Regions from separate parts of the Danio rerio genome. Here regions 1, 2 and 3 are each linked to region 4. Evidence: chromatin contacts called from public Hi-C, HiCAR-type and HiChIP or PLAC-seq data. All regions are on one chromosome and are shown on one strand. Each heading gives the region's core, a stretch centred on a gene start, on an enhancer-like site or on the middle of the called end of the contact. The rest is flanking DNA. Distances are from core to core; before and after follow the strand shown. Region 1 holds the start of si:dkey-174i8.1. Region 2 overlaps ndst2a (N-deacetylase/N-sulfotransferase (heparan glucosaminyl) 2a). Region 3 overlaps ndst2a (N-deacetylase/N-sulfotransferase (heparan glucosaminyl) 2a). Region 4 holds the start of ndst2a (N-deacetylase/N-sulfotransferase (heparan glucosaminyl) 2a).

Region 1 (3,519 bases), core at 649-3,148, 210 kb after region 4:
ATATACCTTTAAAAATGTTAAACTTGTCGTTTTTATAAAAAAAAAAAAGAAAAAGAAATGTTATGTTGAAAAAAGTGAATACAACTAGTTTTCTTGTTTTGACGCATTAAGGTATGGCGCTAAGAAATAACTAAATTTTTTTTTGTTTTTTGTGGCAAGCAAAAAAAAAATTCCATTGAGCAAACACAAACTCCAGAAACACATCTGTGACATTGCAAAAATTGCCCAAAATAGAGCTTAAATATAGCTCTTGGATTTCATCTAAAATATCTTAATTTGTGTTCCAAAGATGAACAGGGGTTACAGGAGACTATAATGGCATGAAGCTGAATAAATAACACTCACTTTCCTCACCACAGCAGAATGAACCACCAACTACTCTGATAAATCTCTAACACAGCAGATGCCCTTCCAGCCGCAACTCAGCTCTGAGTGCTGGGAAACACCCACACACTTTCCCATTTACACACTATGGTCAATTTACTTTATCCAATTCACCTATACCACAGGTCTTTGGGCTGTTGGGGAAACTGGTGGAAACCTACGCAAACACTGGGAAACATGCAAACTCCAAACGACCAGCTGAGACTCTTGCTGGAACCATCTTGCTGAGGCAATTATGGTATCCACTTAGCCACCATTCCGCTCAAATAAAAACACATTTTTCATCTTTGGTTAAACCAACCCTTTAAAAATATGTAGTAAATAAACAAAAAAAAAATAAGAATAAAAAATGATCAACTTTACAGTAGCATTTGAAGCTAAGTTGACTCTTTTTAGTAAATCACCCTGTTACAGTGTCGAAAACAAATGTTTCTGTATCTTTCAAAGTGAAAATGGTCTTAAAAAGCTTAATTATGGTACATAAATTATGACATTGTTTTTTCATACAGGTTTGGGCCAACATGAGCGCAAGTGAACTATCCCTTTAATTGATATGCAGCTAATCAGTGCTTCATAGACTACATTCACATCGGTGTCAGTACAACAGATCAGTGCTTTTCAGTACTCATGTTCACATTTAACATCACTCAGCATGTATACACGGAAGTCAGCCTCTGTTCTAGGAACTCATTATCAGGTGAAGGCCTTTCTGTGGTTCTGGGATAATTAGAGGATCAATGAAACAATATGTTGGTTTTTGTCTCACCAGCACAGCTTTACTTGTGGTGTAATACACTTACCGTCCAGGTGGTGTCAACAGTGTATTCCCTGAATTCTTCATGATTCCAAAATTTCCAAGATTCCACTTCACAATAAGCTCTGAATGCACGTCATGCAGTAAAACTAGATTTAACTGTAATGTTAAGTTAACACAGGGTTTCTGTAGGGTCTTAATGTCTTAAATCTTAAAATCCAATTTTTAGGCCTTAAAAAGTCTTACATTTACTGAAATATTGTGCTGTAGGTCTTAAATCTTTTTTTTTTGAACAGGTCGTATTTTTCTTTGTTCATGTATTGCTGCTCAATCTGGCCAAAGATGCTAAAAATGTAATGTAAAATATTTTAATTTTTAAATAATAATGTATTATTGTATTTTTAAATGTATTAAATTATTTAAAAGAAATGTTGATATGGCAAAAAAAAATCTTTTTCATCTGGGTCATTTGAAAAATTTCTTAGTCTTTAGCCCTTTATGGGTCTAAAATTCCATTCATATTGCTCTCAAAATGTCTTAAAGTGTTAAATTTAACTCTGTGCAACCTGCAGAAACCATGTCACAGAATAATCTGTGAAAGTCTCAATTTGAAATAATCTTTGTTTTGCTTTTTACACTTGTATAGTCTGTAATCCTGATCCTGTGAGTGAGAGCTAGAGGAATGTAACATTGTCCTGTTAGAAGACAGCAGTGTTTACTTTTGGACAGTTCATAATGTTACTCAGACGTACAGTATACCATCCTAGCCTCACAAACCGAGAAGAACAAACTACAGGCAAGATTTCATTTATCAGCACTGGCTTAAAAAAATAGCATTTTTACTGGGGTGGAAGAACTAACTTTATGCACTATGATGGATCACAACAGCAAGCCTTTTCTATTAACTTGGCTTGATTCATTTGGAAGTCAACATTTACAACATTAAAAGTCGTTATTTAATAGACCAGTGAGGTGGTGGATTGACGTTCACATTATGGATGTGTTGGGACTCGGATTCTGCTTGCTTCTAGGACTAATACACACTATAGAAGGAAAGGTCGTCAAACGGGGTAGAGTTCCCCCACATATTGTTTTCGTGATGGTGGATGACCAAGGATACAATGACATAGGGTACCATGGCTCAGAGATCCAAACACCCGTGTTGGACCAGCTGGCTGGCGAAGGGGTGAAGCTGGAAAACTACTATGTTCAGCCCATCTGTTCACCCTCACGCAGCCAGCTTATGACTGGACGGTAAGAGACCCACTTTTTTGTTATAATAGCACGACTTGGTTAAACAAAACGTTAAACCATTTGTATTTTAATGAGAGACATACTATTAGACATAATCTTATTTAGATTATACTATTGCGTTTATATTTTATCACGTTCAATATTAGCAGGATTGTTGTTATGTTGTGATTAAAGGTAACACTTTATTTTGATGGTCCATTTGAGTATTAGTAGACCGTCTGCTTAATATCTGTTGAACTGACTATAAGAAACTTTTTAAGTACATATCAACTTACACTAACCCCAACCTCAACCTAACAGTCTACTTAAAATCTAATGAGAATTAGTTGCAATGTAACTTAAATGCAACATACAGACCATGAAAATAAAGAGTGACCTATCTTTTTGGTATAGACAAGGGTTCATTCTGGTCATGGAGTGCCCCACTACGCTGCAGAGCTTAGCTCCTGCCCTAATCAAAAACACCTTAAGCCTAAAGTTGAACTCCATTTGCACTTAATACATAAAAAGTTGCATGGAAATGAATGTATTAGCTGAGCAAACTAATCAAAGTCTTTGGAGGTCATAGAAAATGACAGGTCGCTGAGTTTGATCAGGGTATGAGCTAGACTGCATGGCAGATTTGAGAAACTCTTGATATGTGTTCTGTCTATCACATCACCGCTTATCTTCTGCTTCAGGTATCAGATCCATACTGGTCTTCAACACTCCATCATTCGTGCACGTCAGCCCCTGTGCCTGCCCCCTGACACGCCGACGCTCCCTGAGAGGCTCCAGGAGGCTGGCTACAGCACCCACATGGTAGGGAAATGGCACCTGGGTTTCTGTCGTCCCGAGTGTCTGCCAACAAGCCGTGGCTTTCAAAGCTTTCTTGGATCACTGACGGGCAGCGGAGACCATTTCAGCTTCCAAAGCTGTGACGGAACAGAGGCCTGTGGGTTCGACCTGCATGATGGAGACCGGCCGGCCTGGGAACTGAGAGGAAATTACTCAACAAGGCTTTACACTGAGAGGTGAGAGACTGCGTCCATTTGTAAACCACAAACTGCCTCTCCCCGAGTCATGCAAGCTTTTGTGGTCATTTGGTCTCTTGCAGAGTGAAAGACATCCTGAGACGTCATGACCAC
Region 2 (3,363 bases), core at 729-3,228, 180 kb after region 4:
GGAAAATCACTTCAGTGATAGATTTTAAGCAGAAAATGACAGATTGTAAGCATACTGTATGTCTCAAACACAATAATTCAGCATCAGAATTATCATCAGCATTAATGACCAGGACATATCTAAAGTCTGTTCAAGTCCACCATTCCAAGTCTATACAAAATTTAGCATTTTAACCAACAGTACAGCAACACGAAGCCTATTGCTGTTTTACCACATGTTTGAGAATAACAATGATAATAGCCGACTTATATTAACCTTTATTTTACATCTACAGAATCATGAGAAAATCATGATCTTTATTTTAGGCAAAAAAAAAAATCACGATTCTCATTTTAGCCAGAATCGTGCAGCTCTAGCACCAATACCAAATAGTCACATCGCCAAGATATGCAATGTCCAGTCTGATTTATAGTTGACCAGGAGCCACAGAATTATATTTCATCACTGTATATTTATGGGATTTTTATGATTTATGCAAAAAACAAAAAAATTTCTTACTTGGAATTTTTGTCCTGTTTCTAGCCCAAATATCTACATTTCGAAGATGAAAAAAAGATTATTTCACTTACTCCACTGGCAGAAACAAGCAAAATCCCATAACTTATTTCTTTTGACAGTGAAAACTAAACAATATTTTTACTTGGTCCAAGATTTTTGTAATATTTGGATTAAAAACCAGACAAAAAGTAAGACAAGAATTTATTTTATGCATTTATATTATTTCATTTCTATACCAGTATACTGTTAGACTTTCCAGAAAATCGTCAAATAGAGCTATTAAAACCCTCTTAAACTGTATTCATTTTACAATATTTGTTGCAAAAAATAAAATATCACAGTATCAGATTCTTCCAATATCGTGCAGCCTTAGTATACGCAGTACGCAAGAATGTTGTCAGCTGTACTAGCAGAAGAGCTGATGTGTCAGGAAATGACTGTTTTTACTCGTGTCCACTGTCCAAATGTGATCTTTTTGCTCAATGTGACATTTGACTGGCATAGCTAGTGTCACTGGGTCACACTGCAGTAGAAGTCTGCAGTAAAATCCTGTCTTGAGCAATAGTTACTTAGGTTTAGAGATGGCCCCACTGACTATGGCAAGAAAATGGGATTCAGGGATTAAAATAAAATGTTTCAGACTATTCCAGTTGCGAGGCCGCAGTCTATTGTGATAGTAATGGTTGGTTGTAACTAAATCGGTTTTGACCCCCTAGCCTTTCTGTCCAAGCTTTCCTGACCAAGCAAAGTTATTGATCATAAAAAGGAAAACCACATTTCCTTTTTTTTTTTTTTTATTTAGGCAAGGTCATTTTATTTTCAGCCCAACGTTTCATTTCCTGTCAAAGTTGATTCACACTTACTGAATCTGTTCATTCTGGACATCAGCAATCTTGGATGGCTGGCAGATAAAAACAGCAGGATTATGACGACATGCTGAGCAAACACACTCAAGGCAGAACAAATATTGGATACACTCATACTCAGGGACACTGGCGGCTCTTAAATCAGCCCAAGATGCCATCTTTTCATTGCGAAGCTGCAGCCTTCTCTCCCCAGCAGCACGGCTTGATTTGTGATATTGCCGCAACTATCAGCCTCTGCTTTGTGTTAGATTTGTGCGGCAAACGACGCTATCTCTCTCCACTGTCTGATTTGTGCTGGAACAGTGCTGTAATTCGCTTATACCCCGTATCACTCTCTGGGTTTGAAGGGCTTGATGGCAGGATCATTCTGTATTTCAAGCCTCACAGCGCCGTCATTAGCTAGATGTGCGCAGTGATGCTAAGTTATGAAATGTGTTCATTTCGCAAGGATGAGTTTAGATTGATGTTAAGGCTGGGGCCTCATTCGGCACGTCTGACCTGCCCGTGGGTTGAGGAGATTTGAATGCAAATGTATATTTCACATCCCACTCAGTCTGTCGATCTGGCCAAGGGCCTGAAAGTTCTCCTTTTCTTCAGGAGGCTAAATTGTCACAGCACTGCCCTCTATTGGTGATTTTAGCTAATGCGCTTGTTAATGTCAATGTCTAAGGTAAAAAGTAGAGCTTCGGTTAATGCCACTGTTGATGTGTTTGCCTTCAAGCGTAGCTCAGAGTAAAGTCAAATGTTGTTGTTGTTGTTGTTTTTGGCAAGTGCTAATCTTTTTCAACAGGTTTTGGGAAGGTCTTTGATATCATTTTATTGAAGTGATAATTCTTCCTTTTCAAGGCTTTGCTCAACACACAGAATAAACTACGAACACTGGTTCCTGACTTCACCTTCAATCTTGGCTTCTCTGGGAAGTTCTACCATGCAGGTACATACTGTAATTTCTCTCTCTCTCTCTCTCTCTCTCTCTCTCTCTCTCTGTCTGTCTGTCTTTTCTGGTCTAGTCTTTTTATAGTTCTTCTTCATATTTGTTCTCACTGCAGAGGTCCTGATTTTTAATGTACATTTTTCAGATTTATTTCTTTATTTAGCATTTCATTTTTGCTCAGTCCTTTTTCTTGTTCCTATTATGAATTAAGTCACTTTTTTTAGTATAATTAAATATTGTTGCATAAAAATCTGTTCTGTTTAAAGTCAATTATTTCTATGATGGCAAAGCTAATGTTTCGTCAGTCCTTACTCTAGTCATCAATGGCATATGAGGATTCAGGATTCATTATAAAAGGCTTTATACTCGAGGAATGATTTTTATTGTTATCAATTTATAAAGCTGTAATTGAATCTATTTTTTGGAATAATTGTTTAACAATACATTTTTTAAATATTCTCTAAAGCAGGGGTTCTCAACCTTTTTCAATTCAGGGCCAATTTCTTTCTCCGATCAATTTTTGAAGGCCCAACTATCTGACATTTTCTCTAAAATATTTGTTTGAAATGCTCATTTAAAACTTTATTTATTAACATGAACAGTGTGTGTGTGTGTGTGTGTGTAATAAATATATATTTATATATATATATATATATATATATATATATATATATATATATATATATATATATATATATATATATATATATATATATATATATATATATATATATTCTATTATCAGAATTTTATTTAAAAAGTATATAATTTTATTTAAATTTTATTATATTTAAAACTAAATCTATATTATATATTAAAACTATCTACTATTAAATATCTACTATTAAGAAAATATACAGACAAATGTAAAATACAGTAAAGTTGTACTAGTTGCAGATGCGATCATGAGGCTGTTTTTGCAGCAAGTTTAAAGTAATCAATCAGAGAACAGAAGAGTGCATTACTTTGATCATTTTATTATAGCATATTAATAATGAAATCCAAAAATGATAATATAATATTGAGAGTTTATTTTAAAATCTCGGGCCCACCTGCAGGATCCCT
Region 3 (3,533 bases), core at 32-2,531, 160 kb after region 4:
GCTCTATCTTTGTTTTGGAAGAATCCCCCCTTCCACCCCATCTCCTCCTTTTCCCCCCTTGTTCTAAAAGGGGAGCTATCAAGACCTACCTGATCTCGGATCCCCTGATATGCTTATTGACCAGGCGGGAGCCTTGGGCTCAAATATCTCCGAGCTCAGGGTTCTCTCCCGGGACAGCATGCCAAACCTGCTTTAAATGCCAAGCGTATCTAAGTGGGAACTCTTGAATTGTGAGTATAATTGAGTAGCCCTAGATTTTAGTGCATAATGACTTATTTCAAAGCAGATGGATTAGGCAAGTTAGCCAACTACTAACGTCTTGACACAAATACCTGTACATCCTTAAAAATATTGGTTGTCCTCAAATAATTGCTTTCATAAGGCCAGTTGTGATTTGGCACAACTTTGACTGTCACCATTTCACATCCCATCCCATCCTATCTTAACATTGCAGCTCTTGTAAAACCTACATCCCAGTTTTTGTGGCTGTTGATTTAAGCCCGTCTCAGTTGTGTTGGTATCTTTGTCCTCTCCAGTTAAGTCTGGCTTGCTAATTGCCATCCTGTAATCCAACAATTAACAGAGGCTGCTCTGCAAGCATTATCAGGAGATCAGCAGCCAGCGACAGTGAACCCTGCTGGAGCTCTTCAGCATGCGGCTCACATCAGTAAATCAGCTTAGTTTGGGTAATTCCTTTTCACTCACTCATAATACATTCTGTTTTTGCACTATTTTCAGAGAGGCAGAGCGAGAGAGAAGCCGGCGTTCTCGAAAGCCAAACACAAGCAGGTTTTTATCAGCACCGCCGCCCTCATTCTCACATAGCACTCTGAGAAATGGACGGGTAAAATAAACACTTTAAAGACGTAGTTTAGCCACACTTCACATGCCCATTTGAAGTCTGAATGGGATGAAAAGCTGCAATTGCCTTTATCTCCGTCCACACTCAAAGAAATTCATAGACTTGATAGGCCGAGTTCAGCTCGGGAGGATTAAAATGGAACTGACGTCGAAGGTTTTGTTTGTTTTCATTTATTTTTTCCCATCTCAGCTGAGATCATAAATATGACAAAGACGACAAATGGTGGGGGGAGATCATCCTTACTACTCTGCTTTTTGTTCTGGCTGTGTTTCATGCACGGGAGTGAGTCTATTTGGTGTGTTATTCATGGTGAATAATCAGAGGGGGGCAGCGGCCTGTGGAATTTGACGGTCAGCATTGTGGTGTTTGGCTAGGGAGGGCTTGACCCTGGGGTTGCTGGGGCAGAGGGGCTGAGGAGAAGGTCCTCACGTGGTCCCTCTTCATCTCTTTGTCTCAAACGTTTGCGTTTCAGAAGGGGCGAGTATTGCTGTTGTCACCCTGCGGCCGTCTGAAATTCAGGGATTCAAAATTATAGCTCCGATTAAGCCACACTCTCCAGCTGTTTGTAAAACATTTCCTTTGATTAAAAATAAGCTCAGGTTTTTTTTTGCCATCCCCCACAGCTTGTAAATTCTATAAATAATTTGCATGTTAATTGCCCCACAGGATTGAATCCATCTAAAGATTTTTTTCCTGCTATTGAAGCGTTTTGTTATTGTAGAAGCACTCTGTATTTTTTCACTTGAAAATTGGATGTAGCAGGTAAGCTGCAGGCTCATTAAATTTCTCCACACATAGTAGCAGTTTAAAGTGCTCTTTTTTTACTTAGTATTGATTGAAGCAGTCTAGTTTTCTTGCTGGAGTGTGTATGTGTGTGTGTTTGTGTGTGTTTGTACAGGCAAGGCGCCCATGATGCCCAGAGGCCTGCACACCTGTGGCTCAAATACAGCATGACCTTGGAGCCTAATGATAGCCCCCTCCTCCACCTTGCCCAGAGCCCATATCTCTCTGCCCATTGTGCGTGGAAGCCCCCTGCTGGTCACTTTGTGCACTGCATCATCACTCCTGTACACTAATTAGGGCTGTTTGCCAAAGCAAGCATTACCATTTTCTTTTAGCTAGGGTTAGAGGCTGAAGCAGAGCCCTAACCACAAGTATTACAATTTGGCATGTAACATGTCCTGCAATATTTGTGCAATGGAAACCTCAAATCATGTGGTTTGTCTGAGAAGAGTTGCACTACTCTAAGACAGCAGGATTTACACTTGGCTGATTATAAAATGAGTGACTAAACCCCAAACACTTTATTGAAGTACTAGACCTTGGGTCATATATAGAGACCAGAACATAATAGAGACTTGGCAGTGGGCTTTTCTGACTTGGGTCATTGAGTAACCATTAAAAACACCCTAGCAACTACAAAGTAATAAACTTATACACCACGTGTAACTGTTTAGAAAACTTTTATTGTTTTTTTTTTATTTTAAATGTGTATTTATTTTTGATTTGGTATATTTCTGGTTTAGATCAAGTCTTATAGATGCATTTACTTGACAGCTGTTGTTGGATTGAGGGTGCAGCAGTCCAAGATACAGAACAAAGGCAGATTGAGTTGTTCTGTTGTAATTAGGTTAGAGTGAAAAGAAACCGGAGTGATGGAAATCTGAAACCTCACATGACCCATATACAAGCTCAACCAGTATAGGTTAGAGGTCAAAGGTCATATTGATCATGGGTCAGTGTGTGAGGCATGGCAGCCTTGCAGAGTAATTTATGCAGCACCACAAGAACTAGTTCTCTCTTGGTTCATATGCATGTAACAAAGTAGTAACATAGTAAGCTATCCAGGTGTCTTGCCATCACATTATCAGCCATTCTATTCACGAAAATGCAGTTTGTCAAAACCTGTGACCTGCCACGGGTGACAGGCAGATGTGATTTCGCAGCACTTTCAGTGAGAATAGCACAGGAAACTTGTTTTTGTGAATGTGTGGCAGATCTTGAAGGTGACAACATTTGTCTGCACCTCATCACGCCCCTGTCTAATCATTTTTCTTGCTCTCATACATGGTTCCACATTTACTCACTTTGTCATTTTGCCCTCATTCCGCCCCATTTACACAGCTCTCCATTAGCAGGAAGATCTTAGTGTCACACAATATTGAGGTGAGGCTTCCAGTTTTGCTGCTAATTTCAGAAGAGATCTAATGAATTTCATGCTTCTCTTAGTTTCACTGCCTCTCACACTTTGAGTACACATACATGCCAACAGTATTGAAATTGCTGGATGTCAGCAAGTCACTTTAAAAGAGCATGTCATGGAGTGTACAGTAGGTAGTGTGGCGCTAGAATTTCCTAGCGCATTTTAAAAATACCACTTCACCAGGTTGACCCAAAAACTCTCCTTGTGCTATGCTGGTTCCAGAATGTGTGAAATCGGTTTTGGCATTCAAATATTGCTTTAATAAAGTTGACAAAAGTCTTGTCGCCCATCCAGGTTTTAGGAACAACAAATAATAACTTGACTTTAAGTTAATCATTTAGTAACAGAAGTGGCACACATCACGCTTATATTAGCAATATAAAAAAAGATCATGCCCTGATTTTTAATTATATAATTAGGACAGTAAGGTCTGACTTTGCTTAGACAAAAGTCTTGTCACTTAACAGA
Region 4 (3,168 bases), core at 234-2,733:
TAACTAGGAAAGTTCGAATAATTAGTCAAGTTATTGTATAACTAGTTTGTTGTGTAGACGATCAAAAATATACAGTAAATATTTCTTAAGGAGGCTGATATTGCTGACCTTATTATTTTTTTTAAAACTGCTTTTATTCAAGAGATAAACTATAGCAAATGAGACTTATTATGACTCCAGAAGAATTAGTTTTGTTTTATAGGAAATACTGTGAAATTTTCCTTGGTTAGTTAAAAATCACTTGGAAAACACTATTTTAAATTAACGGGAGGAAAAAAACTTGACTTCAAAACCATCTGTTAAAGTTTTCAGGTGCAAAATGTGCCTTAATGTACTTGAATGTTAAAAATGTGTTATCCTGCACCAATACAAAGTTGCTTGTCAAACAAATTAAGAAGGAAGATTATTTTGAATGATCTTGTTTATGAAGACTGCAGAGTGCTGCATAAAAGAGACCGAATAATGAAGTAGTTTGTGATGTATGTTAAAGTGTCCCTCTAAAAGTACAAGTGGCCCCTGCCCAATTTTTAACCTGAATTAATCCAGTATTCAGATTATAATGCTAGAAATGTTTGCAAATTACTGCATATTTATTAAAAATAGTATGTGATTTGCATATTTCAACATTTTAGAAAACTTGTGAATTAAAGCTGTTCTTAATATAATTAATCATCTGGGAAAGTAAAGTGTAATTAGTAACTAGGACTTTTTACCCTATTCACCTGCATTGCCTTAAAAAGAAGAAGAAAAAGCTGTTCTCGTATATTTGAACGGTAGTGTTTACGGTGTGTTACTGAGTATCTGGAATGCACCTTCTAAAAACAACCACAGCTTGGAGTGAATCAACATTGCACTGAGGGTGTTTCCATCGCCTGGGGGCGCTAGGAGGTTAAACATGGAAACCACTATGGTTGTTGTGGTCTATTGGGAGATTCCTGCTATCTTTATACACGGACTGACTTTTCAACGCTTTTTTTTATTCAATCAAGCAGTTATTTCTGTGCTAAAAAAACAAACTAATTTGTTAATGGTAAACTATACTTGTTTAAACATATTGTAAACCGTGTCCCCAAAGCACTTTAAAGTATGTAGATGAATCATGCGATTTAATAAAACAAGCGTGTGAATATTTTATATGATAAGAAAGAATACACTGGTTCTTGTTCGGGCCCCTACCTGAAAAATTCTGCTCGAGAGAGGTGAGCTCTGTTGGAAACAAGTCTTTGAAATTTGACCGCCCTGCAGGGGCTAAATTCAACACAATTATTTCTTTAAGCGTGTCAGTCAGTATATTTTGTTAAAAAAACTCCAAAATTTTCTTTAAAACACATCAACACGTCGAGCTAAAGAATCACATTTTGCAGTACTTTCTGATAATCGCATGTGAAAATTCTGATTTGCCGGCTATTCCCCCCCATTCGATGGCCTGAATTGGTTCGTTCCAGAGTTTTCGGTAGGTAGAGCGTTTCGAGCCAACAGCAGCATCATAGCCGAGTGAAGATGGCGGCTCAGAGAGTGATGCTGTCAACGAGAGTTTGAGTTCGCTTCTCATTTTTTTAACTTAATAAACATTTGAGGATCTTTTTACGGATAGCCGTATCAAAGGAAACTGTATCGGTGAGTCATGTGTTTTTTTTTTTCCTGAAAAGAAGCGCCTTTGCCTCTTCTGAACTGAAGAAATGCTACGGCTAGCCGCGCTAACCTCGTTCCGAGGAAAATCAGAGCACCCACTTATCAACGTGCTTTGCTTAAACCCCCTTTAGCCTACAAATACACGAGTATAGTTTTTAAACAGTATACTTTAACTCTGTCAAATGCATGTTGTTTTGACAAAAGTACGTTTTAACCGCCGAATAGACTGTTGGAGCCGCGGTGGAGTTGAGTTTTGCAGTTTAGTTGAAGTTTCGAATAGTCTGAGATTTTCATGTTCACATCCAGCAAAGGTTTACATGATGTAAATACTTGTAAACATTCATAACCCAGCGCTTTCCTGCTGTTTTAATATGCAGTAAGATGGTCAAAGTGTTTGAGAGCGTAAGCGTGAGTTTCAGAGCAGCTGGGACAAAAGCAAAGCGGGATGCTTGTTGCTGTTAAATGCTTGTGTTTTCTCTTCGACTTTATGGACAGATTGAGGCTGCACTGGAACCTTTTACGTCGTACATAGAAAATCCGAGTAACACTGCCAGTTTGTGCCATGGAGACTCGTTTTGGGCAGTAATGAATTTTGCATGGGCTTCAGTCAATGCTCTGTTCTCTTTAATATGAGAGTCAAGAATACATCTCGTGTCAGGCTGTGCCGCACAGCTGTGTTGCTGTTAGAAATCTCTTTAAAATGGTCACTCGGTGCATTCTGAACGTTAACCGAATCTGCTGTTTGGTTGGTGGGACTTCTAACTTTTTTTAAAAAAAATTTAGATTTATAATTTGCATCGCTACTTAGTTTATATAGTTATTTTTGCTCATGTTTTGGTTCTACTTTAGGCAAATACTCCACTTTATTTGTGTTTTTGTTGACGTTGAATACGTCCTTTTGACATTCCCATCAATGATATTTTAGAAATAAGTGCACGTTTATTTTAATGCATAAAAAGGTCAAGTCATAATTTCATTTCAAAAACAGTGAAACAGTAATGCAGTTTTTATGCTGGAATTTGCAACTTGTTATTAAACATGATATTTTATTTTTATGAGTGATCGTGAAATGTTTTTCTTAGCCCTGAGGCTATTTTAGGCTGAATACTTGTTGATCTAGTGAGTTACGTGCAAAGAGAAGCCTTTTACTGCAATTATATCTCTTTGAGCTTTTGTTTTTGTTGCGTAATACAGACTTTGCACAATACACATGTCCTCTGCTGCTAGTTCAATTTTTAATTAGGAAAGTGTTTTAATTCCCTAATTAATTATAATTAAGAAATACATCTGTCTTGTGATTCAATAAAATTAGCTTTTTGACCATATAGAGTTTGAAGATGTTCAAATTATTTGTGGAGTAGGGGGAGCGGGGCACAAAGTAACACTTTAGTTTTGGCCAAATAATGAACAAAGTAATGAAGTTAGACACACAGTTCTTATTTTTTATTAATTTTATTTTTTTTTACCAACAACACACAAGCCTCTCCTACAAAAGAGCATTGGTTGTATGATTGCCTTTAGTTTCTGTGCAGTAGT

Evidence for each region. Hi-C and Micro-C count contacts between places; a contact is called where the count stands out from the background. HiCAR-type assays count read pairs that join an accessible place to other places. HiChIP or PLAC-seq counts read pairs in DNA pulled down with a chosen protein or histone mark.
Region 1: a contact with region 4 is called in an H3K4me3 HiChIP or PLAC-seq map of gastrula embryo, with 6 times the contacts expected there. The contact joins the promoter of si:dkey-174i8.1 here to the promoter of ndst2a in region 4. A contact is called at or near these places in 2 of 4 datasets of contacts at active chromatin or transcription factors (embryo and gastrula embryo).
Region 2: a Hi-C map of skeletal muscle shows a contact between it and region 4, with 4 times the contacts expected there. The contact joins the enhancer-like site here to the promoter of ndst2a in region 4. A contact is called at or near these places in 7 of 18 Hi-C or Micro-C datasets (caudal fin, embryo, skeletal muscle and 1 more) and 3 of 4 datasets of contacts at active chromatin or transcription factors (caudal fin, embryo and gastrula embryo).
Region 3: a HiCAR-type map of caudal fin shows a contact between it and region 4, with 9 times the contacts expected there. The contact joins the enhancer-like site here to the promoter of ndst2a in region 4. A contact is called at or near these places in 7 of 18 Hi-C or Micro-C datasets (caudal fin, embryo and hematopoietic stem cells) and 2 of 4 datasets of contacts at active chromatin or transcription factors (caudal fin and embryo).

What each region holds. Positions count from the first base shown.
Region 1 is chr13:25,249,257-25,252,775 of GRCz12tu, forward strand. si:dkey-174i8.1 reads left to right here and starts at 1,899. Exons shown (of 3, transcript XM_021480786.3): 1 at 1,899-2,392; 2 at 3,073-3,405; 3 at 3,489-3,519. The coding sequence starts at 2,133.
Region 2 is chr13:25,220,858-25,224,220 of GRCz12tu, forward strand. It overlaps ndst2a (N-deacetylase/N-sulfotransferase (heparan glucosaminyl) 2a), which reads left to right. Exons shown (of 17, transcript XR_012389286.1): 5 at 2,211-2,298. Among named protein-coding and RNA genes, the nearest start is that of si:dkey-174i8.1, 29 kb to the right of the region's middle. Within about 2 kb of position 1,979, at least 8 of the 62 cell types and tissues checked have an H3K27ac peak or open chromatin away from gene starts, as enhancers often do. A contact at or near this core is called in skeletal muscle, where this site is marked.
Region 3 is chr13:25,203,165-25,206,697 of GRCz12tu, forward strand. The region is part of intron 3 of ndst2a (N-deacetylase/N-sulfotransferase (heparan glucosaminyl) 2a); the gene reads left to right. LOC137490475 (a long non-coding RNA gene) reads right to left here. Exons shown (of 2, transcript XR_011009971.2): 2 at 1,017-3,533. Among named protein-coding and RNA genes, the nearest start is that of si:dkey-174i8.1, 46 kb to the right of the region's middle. Within about 2 kb of position 1,282, at least 18 of the 62 cell types and tissues checked have an H3K27ac peak or open chromatin away from gene starts, as enhancers often do.
Region 4 is chr13:25,040,535-25,043,702 of GRCz12tu, forward strand. ndst2a (N-deacetylase/N-sulfotransferase (heparan glucosaminyl) 2a) reads left to right here and starts at 1,484. Exons shown (of 17, transcript XR_012389286.1): 1 at 1,484-1,617.